3 separate regions of the Mus musculus genome follow, and all the other regions are linked to region 2. A link is a contact called in public Hi-C and promoter capture Hi-C data. All regions are on one chromosome and are shown on one strand. The core of a region is the stretch at or near the end of the contact, and the rest is flanking DNA. Distances in the headings are between cores, read along the strand shown. Region 1 holds the start of Dph3 (diphthamine biosynthesis 3). Region 2 holds the start of Rps24 (ribosomal protein S24). Region 3 holds the start of Spcs1 (signal peptidase complex subunit 1 homolog (S. cerevisiae)).

Region 1 (3,590 bases), core at 585-3,084, 7.6 Mb before region 2:
GCACTGACTACACTTCTAGAGATCCTGAGTTCAATTCCCAGCAACCACATGGCCAGAAAAGGGTGGCCCGGAACTGGAGTTATAGACATAACTAACTTCAATATAGGTGCTAGGAATTTAACGTCGGTCTTCAGGAAGAGCAGCAGTGATATTAACTGATGAACCAGCTCTTCAGCCTTTTGTGTGTTTGCTTTTTAAATAAAAGACCTAAGAACTTATACACACTACGAGCCTCGTGTGGCCGGTAGCCTCCCCAATATGGAGCTCACCAACTTGTCGGCCCCTGCGCTCCAGAGATCCACCTGTTTCTGCCCCTGCTTGCATCAATGCTGGGGTTACAGATCGATATACTTGCCAGGCCATTCCCTACCAACAACTGCATCCATTTCTGCGCATTCAAGAATGGCTCATAAGAACTAAAGATCATCTGAACTAAAGACAGACACTTGGAAATCAGTTTTCTTCCTGTGTCCCAGAGGTTACCTGGGAAGTATTTATACCCATAAAGATAGAAGGCTTTCACTGCATTTCTCTTCTGCCCAGACAGGCTACAGCTAACCTGCAACAGGCTACAAAGATCTCCTAATTGCTATTTAGATCTTCAATTATGTTAAAAAAAAAAAAAAAAAAAGGAATGGAGATCTTTGAAACAACCTTCCATACACTTAAGTTCTGGGTTTTTTCCTCCCAAAGGCTTCTCTGCCCATAGGTTTTCACACTTCAAAAAGGCTTCAAAATATAGTGTCCTTTAAACATGCACAAAATTGGTAATTTATGCACACAACTGTACATACTTAAACACTGTTACAGAAATGTAAACTACATAAGTCATACATGACTGCTGAACTATTCATTCTCGTGCAAAAGAATGTTAGATTCCAAAGGATCTACTCTCAGAAGAGGATGTAAGAACCAAAGAATGTAATTTTCCAACCCCCAGAGCTCTTCAAGTCAAACTGGAATCCAGTTCTGCCATACTACTTTTCACTACACTGCACTCCTCCAGTGAGATGAGTAACTGCTTAGCACTACTCCAAAGTCCCTGGTTGTAACCGGAACAAGCCCAGCACGGCTCTCGGAACAACGTGCTTCTCAAAGAAGAGGCTGCACGCTGACGAAAATACCAGGAACACCATTCCTTTTACCGAGAACTAAAGTTCACATAAATAATTTGTTCCTGGGCTTTAGAGACAGCTAGGCTCATCGTTATGGCCTAGGTATGCAATCTTGGGCAAGATGCCCAGTCTCTAAATCTATGTTAAAGATGAATAAAATGGATTTTTGAACCTCAAGATCAAGTTTAACATATAGGTTGCCCACTAAAAACCCCAATAATTAAAAGCTACTGTGCCCACCACTGCAGTGAATATTTAAAATATGGCTAGAACTCGCCCCTGTCTTGCAGATCTTGGTTCTCTACAACACAACCGGGGTATCAGAAAGTGGCTGGGGTGAGAGAGGCAGTGATGTACCTGCAGGCAAGAACTCATAACAGGCCAAGAGTCACTCAGAGTTCAAGGTCGCCTGAAACGCAATTGCAGGAGCGCTGTGGGCCGAGAACTGGAGAGGACGCTGTGTGGCTCCCTGAGCCTCAATGATTCCCCCTTTCAAGAGGGCGTAGCCTCCGCCAATTCTTTTAATGTCCTCTGAAGTCAGCTATGGAGGACAAGACTCCACCTGCATAGAAAACTCGTTTATATCCCAAGCCCAAACTCCCCGGGCCCCGGACTGACGTAACCGCCATGAGAGGGAGCCCTTCACACTATTGGTCGCTGGCACCCAGTGGACGGAGAACTGCGCAACGCTGCTGCGCAGGAAGCACCATCTTTCCGGCGCTATCTCCATGGCGACCGCGACCGGGTCACCCTTTTGGCCGCGGCGGTAGAAGTTACGTCATCGCCTGTGCGTCCGGAAGTGACTGTTCCTGCGCCAGGGTGGACCGGGAAGACCGGGCCTTACCCTGCCTGGGCGCAGGTAGGCAAGCTGATGCGGTGCCGACCGGGTGACCATGGCGGTGTTTCACGACGAGGTGGAGATCGAGGACTTTCAATATGACGAGGACTCGGAGACATATTTCTACCCTTGCCCCTGTGGGGATAACTTTGCCATCACCAAGGTACTCTAAAGGGCCCGCCGGCGATCCCTCGAGCTTGCGCATTGTCGCTTCCGGTGTCCCTGGGAAGGCTCAGTTACCCACGTGTTCTTCCGAACCCCCGCCCCTAAAGTAGTAACCTAGGCTGTCTAGCATACAGGGTCGGGTTAAGGGCGCTGTTCTCCGTAGTCCCGCCCCTAAGTGTTTTTCTTTTTTTTCTATTTTTTTTTCCCCTGGGAGCTTCTTTGAAGAAGGGAACTTGATTTTGTACCCCAGGGTTTTGGAGGCGATCGAACCAATCTAATCTCCCTGTTTTTTTTTCCTAGATGACACTTGGGAGGAAAGTTCTTTGTGTTGTTACCCAACTAAAGACTTGCCCATAGACATAGGAGAGATTTATGGGAAGTTGACGAAAGGCTATGCTGACCATATGTTGTTTGATTGCGTTGTAGGAAGATTTGGAAAATGGAGAAGATGTGGCCACGTGTCCTAGCTGCTCACTCATTATAAAAGTGATTTATGACAAAGTAAGGGATATGTTAAAGGGGATGGGTGGTGTGAGCTAATGACAAGGGCCTAAAGGAGCCTGTCTGATAGAAAAGGGCGGAAGAGTGTTGGGTGTTGGTTTGTTTTTTGAGACAGGGACCTTAAGTAGCCCTGGCTATACTGGAACTCATGATGTGAACCAGGCTGGCCTTGAATTCACAGAGATCTGCCTTTTATGTAACTTATGATCACTTTGGAAAGGGCAATAAAGAAATTGCTTTGTAATGAAAATTGATGACTTAATCAGGAATGAAAAATTATGGTTATTTTAATTGATGTTCTTCCTTTTGACATTTCTCTTGTATTTAATATTTAGTTTGTTCAGAGCTCTAGGATATTTTTAGAAGATTGCATTTTATTGCTTGCCTAGCTTATGTACAGAATCTACCTTGTTTGAGATATAGTTCCTAGATGTAATGTTACAGTTCCATGTTCCTTTGTATCCATTAGGAATGGCAATAGAAAAGGGGTAAATATCTTTACTTCCCACCCAAAGCTCAGTTAGTGCTTTGGAGTCTAAGTACAGAATGTAACAGTCTAGAGGATAAATTCTAAAATGACTATAGGGTAAGTTGGACCAAAGCACAGAACTTTGTGGGAGAAGCAGGTGTTAATTTAGACAATAATAGAAATGTAATGATTCATTCTTATTTTAAAATGGTTTATGGAGCAAAGAACAATGGACAGACTAGGGACTGACTCCTTGGGAATCACACTGTAGAGGATGTGTAGTAACTGGGAAAGTTTTTGTGGTAGCTGGCATAAACCAGCATGAAAGATCAGAGTGTGAACTTCATTTACAAGTAGTTACTGTTGCAGGTATATGTTGGGAAACACACAAAGGCATTCTTTTTATTACTCATTTTGAAGAGGTTACATATTTGAATGACCAGATATTGATCTGAAATATAAAAACTTGATAGTTGTGATGTGTTTATTTCTGGGAACTGGT
Region 2 (3,445 bases), core at 808-3,307:
TGAAACTGGGTAAAGTAACTCCCAGTTTGTGGCTAGCCTGTGCTAAAGGCCATGCCTCAAATAAACAACCCAATGAAACAAACAAGAAAATAACTCAGGGTGGGCAACCCATGCCTGTAATCTCACCACGCTGGAGACAGAGGAGGTCAGCCTGGGCGACAGTGAGAAGTCACCTAAAAGAATGAAATAAGCCAGCCAGGTGCATCCTGACCATCAACCAAGCTTGTTACCCATTTTGGACTACATGAAGTTTGTACATTTTTAAAGGTACCATGTGTGCATTGTATATTGTATATGGTAACTTTCCCATTAAATGATACCAACTTTTCCTAGGCATGGACGGCAGCACGGCTCATACAAAACAGTGAGGTATGGCAGTGCACACCTGCAATTCCACTACTTAGAAATAGAAAGCCCAGTAAAGACTGCTAAGTTCCAGTTCAGAAGGCCAGAGAAACTGCATGGAGATGGGCTAGTGGGTAGGTAGAACACCACAAGTTTGGCCCAAACTGCTTATTGTATCCCAATATACACTGGAAAACAAAATCTAACTTGCCATCCTAACTCAGTCCAGGCTGGGATTACAGGCATGTATCCATTAAAGAATAAGATACCTACTCTTGCCAGTCTGTGTTTAGGCTCATTCTTCTTTGCATAATCTAAAGAATCATAGATCATGCCAAAGCCAGTGGTCTTGCCACCACCGAAGTGGGTTCTGAATCCAAATACAAAGATGACATCTGGTGTGGTTTTGTACATTTTGGCCAGCTTTTCCCGAATTTCTGTCTTTGGTACTGTTGCCTTCCCAGGATGAAGGACATCAATGACCTATAAAGAGGTGTAAGAGTCAGTACTCCTTACAAGTTAACTACATCTTCAAAAGCAGACACAAAGACCACATTTTGACTCTGATCCTTACCATCTGTTTCCTCTGAAGCAGACGGTTGGTCATGAACTTCCTGGTCCGGATGGTTACTGTGTCATTCTGCAGGTAACACACAAGTCAGTAAGATGTTAAAAATCTCGTCTTGCCTTTGCTCTGGCCTTTCAGCAATTACTAGCAATGCAGTCTAGAAAGAGGCAGGAATTGGGGACAAGCTATAAAGGAAAGAAAAGGCAAAAAAGCCCCAAAGCAGGCGACAGCGCCTCATAAACTACCATAAAACAACTCATTTTCTCTCACGTCATCCAAACTTCACTTTAGATTATGGCTATCATTTGAAGTACTACTGATTTTGTGATCTCACATATTGATTTGAGAATCCCTGATCACCTGACACTGGACACCACCAGGACTCTCTACATGCTGCAACCAATGCCTCTAGTGCTTGGAGAGAGAAGTCTCAGTGGTTCCCAGCATCTCTCAGTGGCTACCCAGACACAGGACTTCGCCAACTTCTTCCCTAATTAGAGTAAGTACCGCAGTAGCTGGCATTCAGCGAGCTTAAACAGACACGAAAATTAGCAGAGATCAACTCAAATCGGCAGCTTGCACATGGCTGCTTGCCTTCCGAGCTCGACTCGAGGAATCGGGATTAAGTCACCTCGATAGCACCATGCACGAGTCAAAGAACAGCCCGCGCGTGGCGGAAGGCTCAGTCCTCCGCCTCAGAGAAGTGGACAAGGCCACTTTTTGGCGGTCCCCGAGGCACCCAAGTTCTGCTCCACCGCTCAGTCCGCTGGCCCAAGAGCCGGAGGCGCCTTCGTCACCTTGGCCCGCCAGCGCCCGCCTCACTCGTGCCCCTGAAGCTCCACAGGGGTTTCCATAGCCGAGGCCCGGGAGCCCAAAGCCCGGCGTGTTCCGGACGGCGGTGCCGGACAGCCGCGACTCGGCGACCCCGGGCGACCGGCCTCCGTGAGGCAGGCCGGAGCAGAGTAAGTGGGCCCCGGATGGCTGCAGCTCTAGTGGGGTCCCCGAACAGGCAGGGATGGCGCGGATAAGCGACGGATAGTGCTGAGAGCCCGAGGAGACTCACCATGATGGCTACGGCGCCGGAGCTGGAGAGGAGGAAAAGAGGACCGCTCACTGCCGACCAATCATATCAACGCGCAAGGAAGGACCCCAGCGCGGGGGCGTGGCTAAGGCCTTGGGGTAGACTACAGCAATGCCTGACCGAAAGTACTTGAAGCCACGCCTCGCTAGCCCTTAGCCACGCCCCAGACCTGGGCTCTGGCTGGCCTGAATTGGATCCACTCAAATTGATGTATGGTTACACAATCGCGTGTATATTTCCCATTCCCTTCTTTTCCGTCCTGCATTTGTATTTTGTTGTTTTCTGAAACAGGAGTTCACTATATAGCCCTGGCTGCCCTGAAACTATCGCTGTAGATCACGCTGACCTCGAATTCAAGAGAACGGCCTGCTTCTGCCTCCCAGGCACGTTGGATTTGAGAAATGTGCGCTACTTCACCCAGTAAAGTTCGCTTTCAATGTCATTTGTTTAAATCGGCGGTTCTCAGCCAAAGGGTCACGACCCTTTTGCAAGGGTTGCCCAAAACCATCAGGAAACAGATATTTACATTACAAGTCAAAATCACAGCAAATTAATTACAATTAAGTAATTACAATTAAGTAGCAACGAGAATAATTTTATTTTTTAAGTATTTATTTATTTATTTTTGGGTTTTTTGAGACAGGGTTTCTCTGTGCTGTCCTGGAACTCACTCTGTAGACCAGGCTGGCCTTGAACTCAGAAATCCGCCTGCCTTTGCCTCCCAAGTGCTGGGATTAAAGGCGTGCGCCACCACTGCCCGGCAGGAATAATTTTATAGTCAAGAGTTAACACAATATGAGGAACTGTAGTAAGAGGCCGCAGCGTTAGCAAGGCTAAGAACCACTAGTTTAAATCTTAGAGGCAGGTAGTTGGTTTAAATTGTTTCCACTAAGCAGGGCCTAAGAGGTAGAGGAAGGCAGATCTCTGAGTTTGAGGCCTACAAAGAGTTTTGGGTCAATCAGGGTTGCACAGTGAGACGCTGACTCAAGAATAAAATAAAGTGCCGGGCGGGCGTGGTGGCACATGCCTTTAATCCCAGCACTCGGGAGGCAGAGGCAGGTGGATTTCTGAGTTTGAGGCCAGCCTGGCCTACAAAGTGAGTTCCAGGACAGCCAGGACTACACAGAGAAACCCTGTCTCGAGAAACCAAAAAAAAAAAAAGAATAAAATAAAGTAAAACTTGTCTCCAAAAAAGTTCATCTTGAAGGCATTTAAGAAAGCCATTGGGGTCGGGGTGGGGTGGGGGCTTTGATCAGGGCGTAAAGTAAATAAATTAATTAATGAGAAAAAAAAGGCCTTTCAGTCAGCATCCCTGCTTTACACCAGGGAAATAGCAGAAACCTTAACTACTCACCCCTATTGCATTGACGTGACACCACGAGTTGCTAGTGACTTTTTCATAAGGTTTTTCGTGTGTGAGGCTTTAGGTTCTTTAAAACCAGACCTTCGAA
Region 3 (3,728 bases), core at 276-2,775, 6.5 Mb before region 2:
AGAATATGGAAAAGCATGAGATTCCTATGGAGCTGTTGGGTCAAAAGGAACAAGGCAAAACCATTTTGTTTTTCCATCTTTTTATAGTTCAAATACTATATGGTCTGTAAAACAAACTCCCGTCCTATGAAGTGCACTGGTAGAGATACAACCCTGAGGAATGAGAGCCTATTCATATGTACTAAGGAAAGTGTAGGGAAGGAGAAAAGAAAAAAGACCCTTGAAGATTGTTGTAGTCTTTCATTGTACTGGCTCTAAGGTCCGAAGTGTCAAGGGGGTCTGTACTTTTCTGAATGGTGTCAAAGCACAAGAACACTTGGACATTTTCACACACTTAACTGGCTATGCCCCACTTGTCTTTCACGATCAGGAAACGTCCCCAAAGCCCAGGTTACACTTTCCAGAGCTCTATCACATAGGTGCTTTCCCCCCGCAGCTAATTCAATAGTCACATTACTGGAGTGATGTGGACATCTTCCTTGACACACTCCAAGTTTCCAAGTTCTAAGTCACAACTGTGCTAATCAAAATTAACTAACTAACTAATGGGTTGGTAGCTCCATGGATGTGTAGATGCTGGCATCGGCTACTCACCTCCCAGTCTAGAGTGTCTAGCATCTCGCCATCTGTGCCTGACTGCATGCACAGCAGAGTCCACAGAGGCAGCGGGCCCCAGAGGATGGGATCCCCAGAATGGTCTGTCTGAATTCGGCACCCCATCTAGCTCAGTCATGAGGGAAGGGCTCACGCTTTGAAATACACAACCCTTGAAAGACAGGGTTAAGGGAACCCCTTGGCTGGTCTTTTTTTTTTTTTTTTTTTGGTTTTTCGAGACGGGTTTTCTCTGTATAGCCCTGGCTGTCCTGGAGCTCACTTTGTAGACCAGGCTGGCCTCGAACTCAGAAATCCACCTGCCTCTGCCTCCCGAGTGCTGGGATTAAAGGCGTGCGCCACCACGCCCGGCCCTTGGCTGGTCTTTACCAAGAGGGACTGGCCTGGGAATGAGCCATGGAAACCGGCAACCAAAAAGTTAGGCCGAATTTGGGACCCTCTACATAGGGGCACGGAAGCTCAATCCACGAGATGTGGGGCGACTTGGGCCTCGCAGCTCTTCTCCGAGGCAGTCTCCTTTCCCTGGAGAATGTGGCTTCGTTATCTTCCCTAACTCTAGAGATCATTAGTAGCCTCCTTACGCTTAGGAGTGATGGGGACGTGGTGAGGCGCTCCGGGGATCCCGCCACGCACTGACAGGTCAGGTTAGAGCCGCGTCAGACGAATCGTCGCCTTCCGAGGCTGGGCGCAGTCGCCCTTACCTGCGCTGGGAGGAGTGGCCGCCGCCCACGCCCCAGCCCGCCCCGCCAGCTCAGCGCTCGCTCCGCAGGCCCCAGGCCCCGGCCCACCGCCGGGCCGTCCGCGTCCGCTGCTCTCTGGCCGTGGCCCACTGGCCGGCGAGCTCTGCAGCAGCCACGTAGGGCCACAACCCCTAGTTTGACTGTGCCTCCCTCTGCCAGAAAGCCAGGCGCAGCAGGCGCCACGGGGCAGCCCCGTCGCCCGGGTCCTCCCCGAGTAAAGGCCGTCGCTATGGAGACGTGGAGCGCGCCGGCGGCCGTTAAACTGGGGAGGCGCAGCCCGCAAGTGATTCCTGCCGCAATTACAGCTCCGGGCGGCCAGGAGCGCTGACCGGTGCACGATGCTCCGGCCAGGTCGCTGCCCCAGCCCTCGTGAGCAGTGTACAGGGTTCTAGGAAAGCTAAGAGACGTACCTCCCTTGTCGATGGCGCGGGGCGGGGCCAGGGGTTGTCCGTGCCCCTCGGAGACATCCGCTTCCGGGGCCACGGCCGAAGTGAAACGCTCGGCTGGTCGGCCTTGCTCTCGATATCGACCCCCGCAAACTTTACTCCTTAATAATCGGCTACGTCCGTTTCGTTGTCGGTATCGGTCTTCAGCAACCATGCTGGAACACCTGAGTTCGCTGCCCACCCAGATGGTGAGGGCGCGCGTCCCCGATCCCCCGCACTTCTCTTTGGAGCCTAGCGACTTCTAAGCCCCTCACCCTCACCGGAGCCACTCCTAAGATTGGCTTCACTTTCCCTTCTCTTCCCCAGAATAGATCCCCTTTCCCGTGGTCTGTTAAGATGCCCAAGTTTCCCTGGGAAATTACATGTTTGCTTCCTTACTCTCGGGCCCTCCTGGTGTTGAATGCTGCCTTATGCCAACGCTGAGTTCCCTACGAGAATTGCAGTCCTTTGGCAGTAGGACCAACTCGTCCTCTTCTTTTTCGTCCCTAGGATTACAAGGGGCAGAAACTAGCTGAACAGATGTTTCAGGGGATCATTCTTTTTTCTGCAGTAAGTATTGCATTACTTTTAATTCTTAACCCCGCCTCTCTTGGTTTGAGTGCATTTTATATACTTTGTTTCTTTTCAGATAGTTGGGTTTATCTACGGGTACGTGGCTGAACAGTTTGGGTGGACTGTCTACATAGTTATGGCCGGATTTGCTTTCTCCTGTTTGGTAAGCTATTTGTGGTATTTGCGTATTAGCAGTAGCGTAAGTTTTCTGACTCAGGAGACTTGGTTGGACCTACCAGTGAGAACCAGAATCACCTCTTTGTTCGTCTTTCCCATTAATGTTTCTGTTCTCTATTATTTGAAAAGTAGAATGTTAAGTTGTGTCCGATGGCCTGCGCTACATAAAGGTGTAGAGCTTTCTAATTGTCTTTTGCATCTCCTCTAGGCAGTAAAATGAATATGCCAGGGGCTTCGCTTTGCTCACGCAGCCTTCATATTTCTTTTAGTTCTTAAAACTTGTATGTGTAAACACTTAAGGCTTGTTCTCACTCCCTGACATATTTTGTCTCATTAGTTTGTTAATCTTTAGCATGGTGGTTATTTGGGGATCAGACATACTAAATGATCATTTAGACCTTGAATGGAAATAAATGCTACCTTTTCTCTGTTCTGATCTAGCTGACACTTCCTCCATGGCCTATCTACCGCCGCCATCCCCTAAAGTGGTTACCTGTTCAAGACTTAGGCACAGAAGACAAGAAATCAGGGGACAGAAAAATTAAGAGGCATGCTAAAAATAACTGATTGGGACTTTCATGATTCAGCACCTGCTTTTGTTTCCTGTGAGATGAGCTGAATTGCTTTCATAAGCAAAACATGAGCTTAAACCGCCTATGTTCTTATAGCACAGCTGTGTCGAGATCTAATTGTCATGGCTTCATTTCTAATCCAAATGTATTTTAAGTTATGACTATTTTATACCATCTCTTCATAAGCTTGTTATGGAGAACAGGAGATACAAGTATGCAATGCTTCTTTCCCGTGTGTATAATGAATAAACACTTCATAACTTGTACTACATTTGTTTTCTTTTTGCAGTGGGTTCTCACTATGTAGACTATGCTGTCTCCAAGTTCAAAATCCTGCCCTACCTTCCCAAAGTGCTGGGAATACAGGCATATGCTACCACGCCTGGCATATGGAAAGCCCTAATTTATTTATTTATTCATTTAAAGATTTATTTATTATTACACATAAGTACACTGTATGACTGTAGCTGTCTTCAGACATGCCAGAAGAGGATGTCAGATCCCATTAGGGGTGGTTGTGAGCCACCATTTGGTTGCTGGGATTTAAACTCAGAAGAGCAGTCAGTGCTCTTATCCACTGAGCCATCTCCCCAGCCCGGAAAGTCCTATTTATAACTGTCCAAGTCTCA

What was found. Promoter capture Hi-C pulls out the DNA fragments that hold promoters and counts their contacts. A called contact is a pair of places that touch in the nucleus more often than the background predicts.
Region 1: a contact with region 2 is called in a Hi-C map of CD4 T cells, with 4 times the contacts expected there. The contact joins the promoter of Dph3 here to the promoter of Rps24 in region 2.
Region 3: a promoter capture Hi-C map of pre-B cells shows a contact between it and region 2, with 3 times the contacts expected there. The contact joins the promoter of Spcs1 here to the promoter of Rps24 in region 2. A contact is called at or near these places in 2 of 39 promoter capture datasets (cranial neural crest and pre-B cells) and 3 of 484 Hi-C or Micro-C datasets (CD4 T cells, memory CD8 T cells and natural killer cells).

The regions. Positions count from the first base shown.
Region 1 is chr14:32,083,936-32,087,525 of GRCm38.p6, reverse strand. Dph3 (diphthamine biosynthesis 3) reads left to right here and starts at 1,834. Exons shown (of 3, transcript NM_172254.4): 1 at 1,834-2,116; 2 at 2,545-2,619. The coding sequence starts at 2,009. It overlaps Oxnad1 (oxidoreductase NAD-binding domain containing 1), which reads right to left and starts at 1,798. Exons shown (of 8, transcript NM_145460.2): 1 at 1,473-1,798.
Region 2 is chr14:24,489,290-24,492,734 of GRCm38.p6, reverse strand. It overlaps Rps24 (ribosomal protein S24), which reads right to left and starts at 2,057. Exons shown (of 6, transcript NM_011297.3): 1 at 1,977-2,057; 2 at 920-985; 3 at 619-828. The coding sequence starts at 1,979.
Region 3 is chr14:30,999,463-31,003,190 of GRCm38.p6, reverse strand. Spcs1 (signal peptidase complex subunit 1 homolog (S. cerevisiae)) reads left to right here and starts at 1,525. Exons shown (of 4, transcript NM_026911.3): 1 at 1,525-1,986; 2 at 2,288-2,347; 3 at 2,427-2,513; 4 at 2,969-3,365. The coding sequence starts at 1,774. The coding sequence ends at 3,094. It overlaps Glt8d1 (glycosyltransferase 8 domain containing 1), which reads right to left and starts at 1,758. Exons shown (of 10, transcript NM_029626.2): 1 at 1,194-1,758.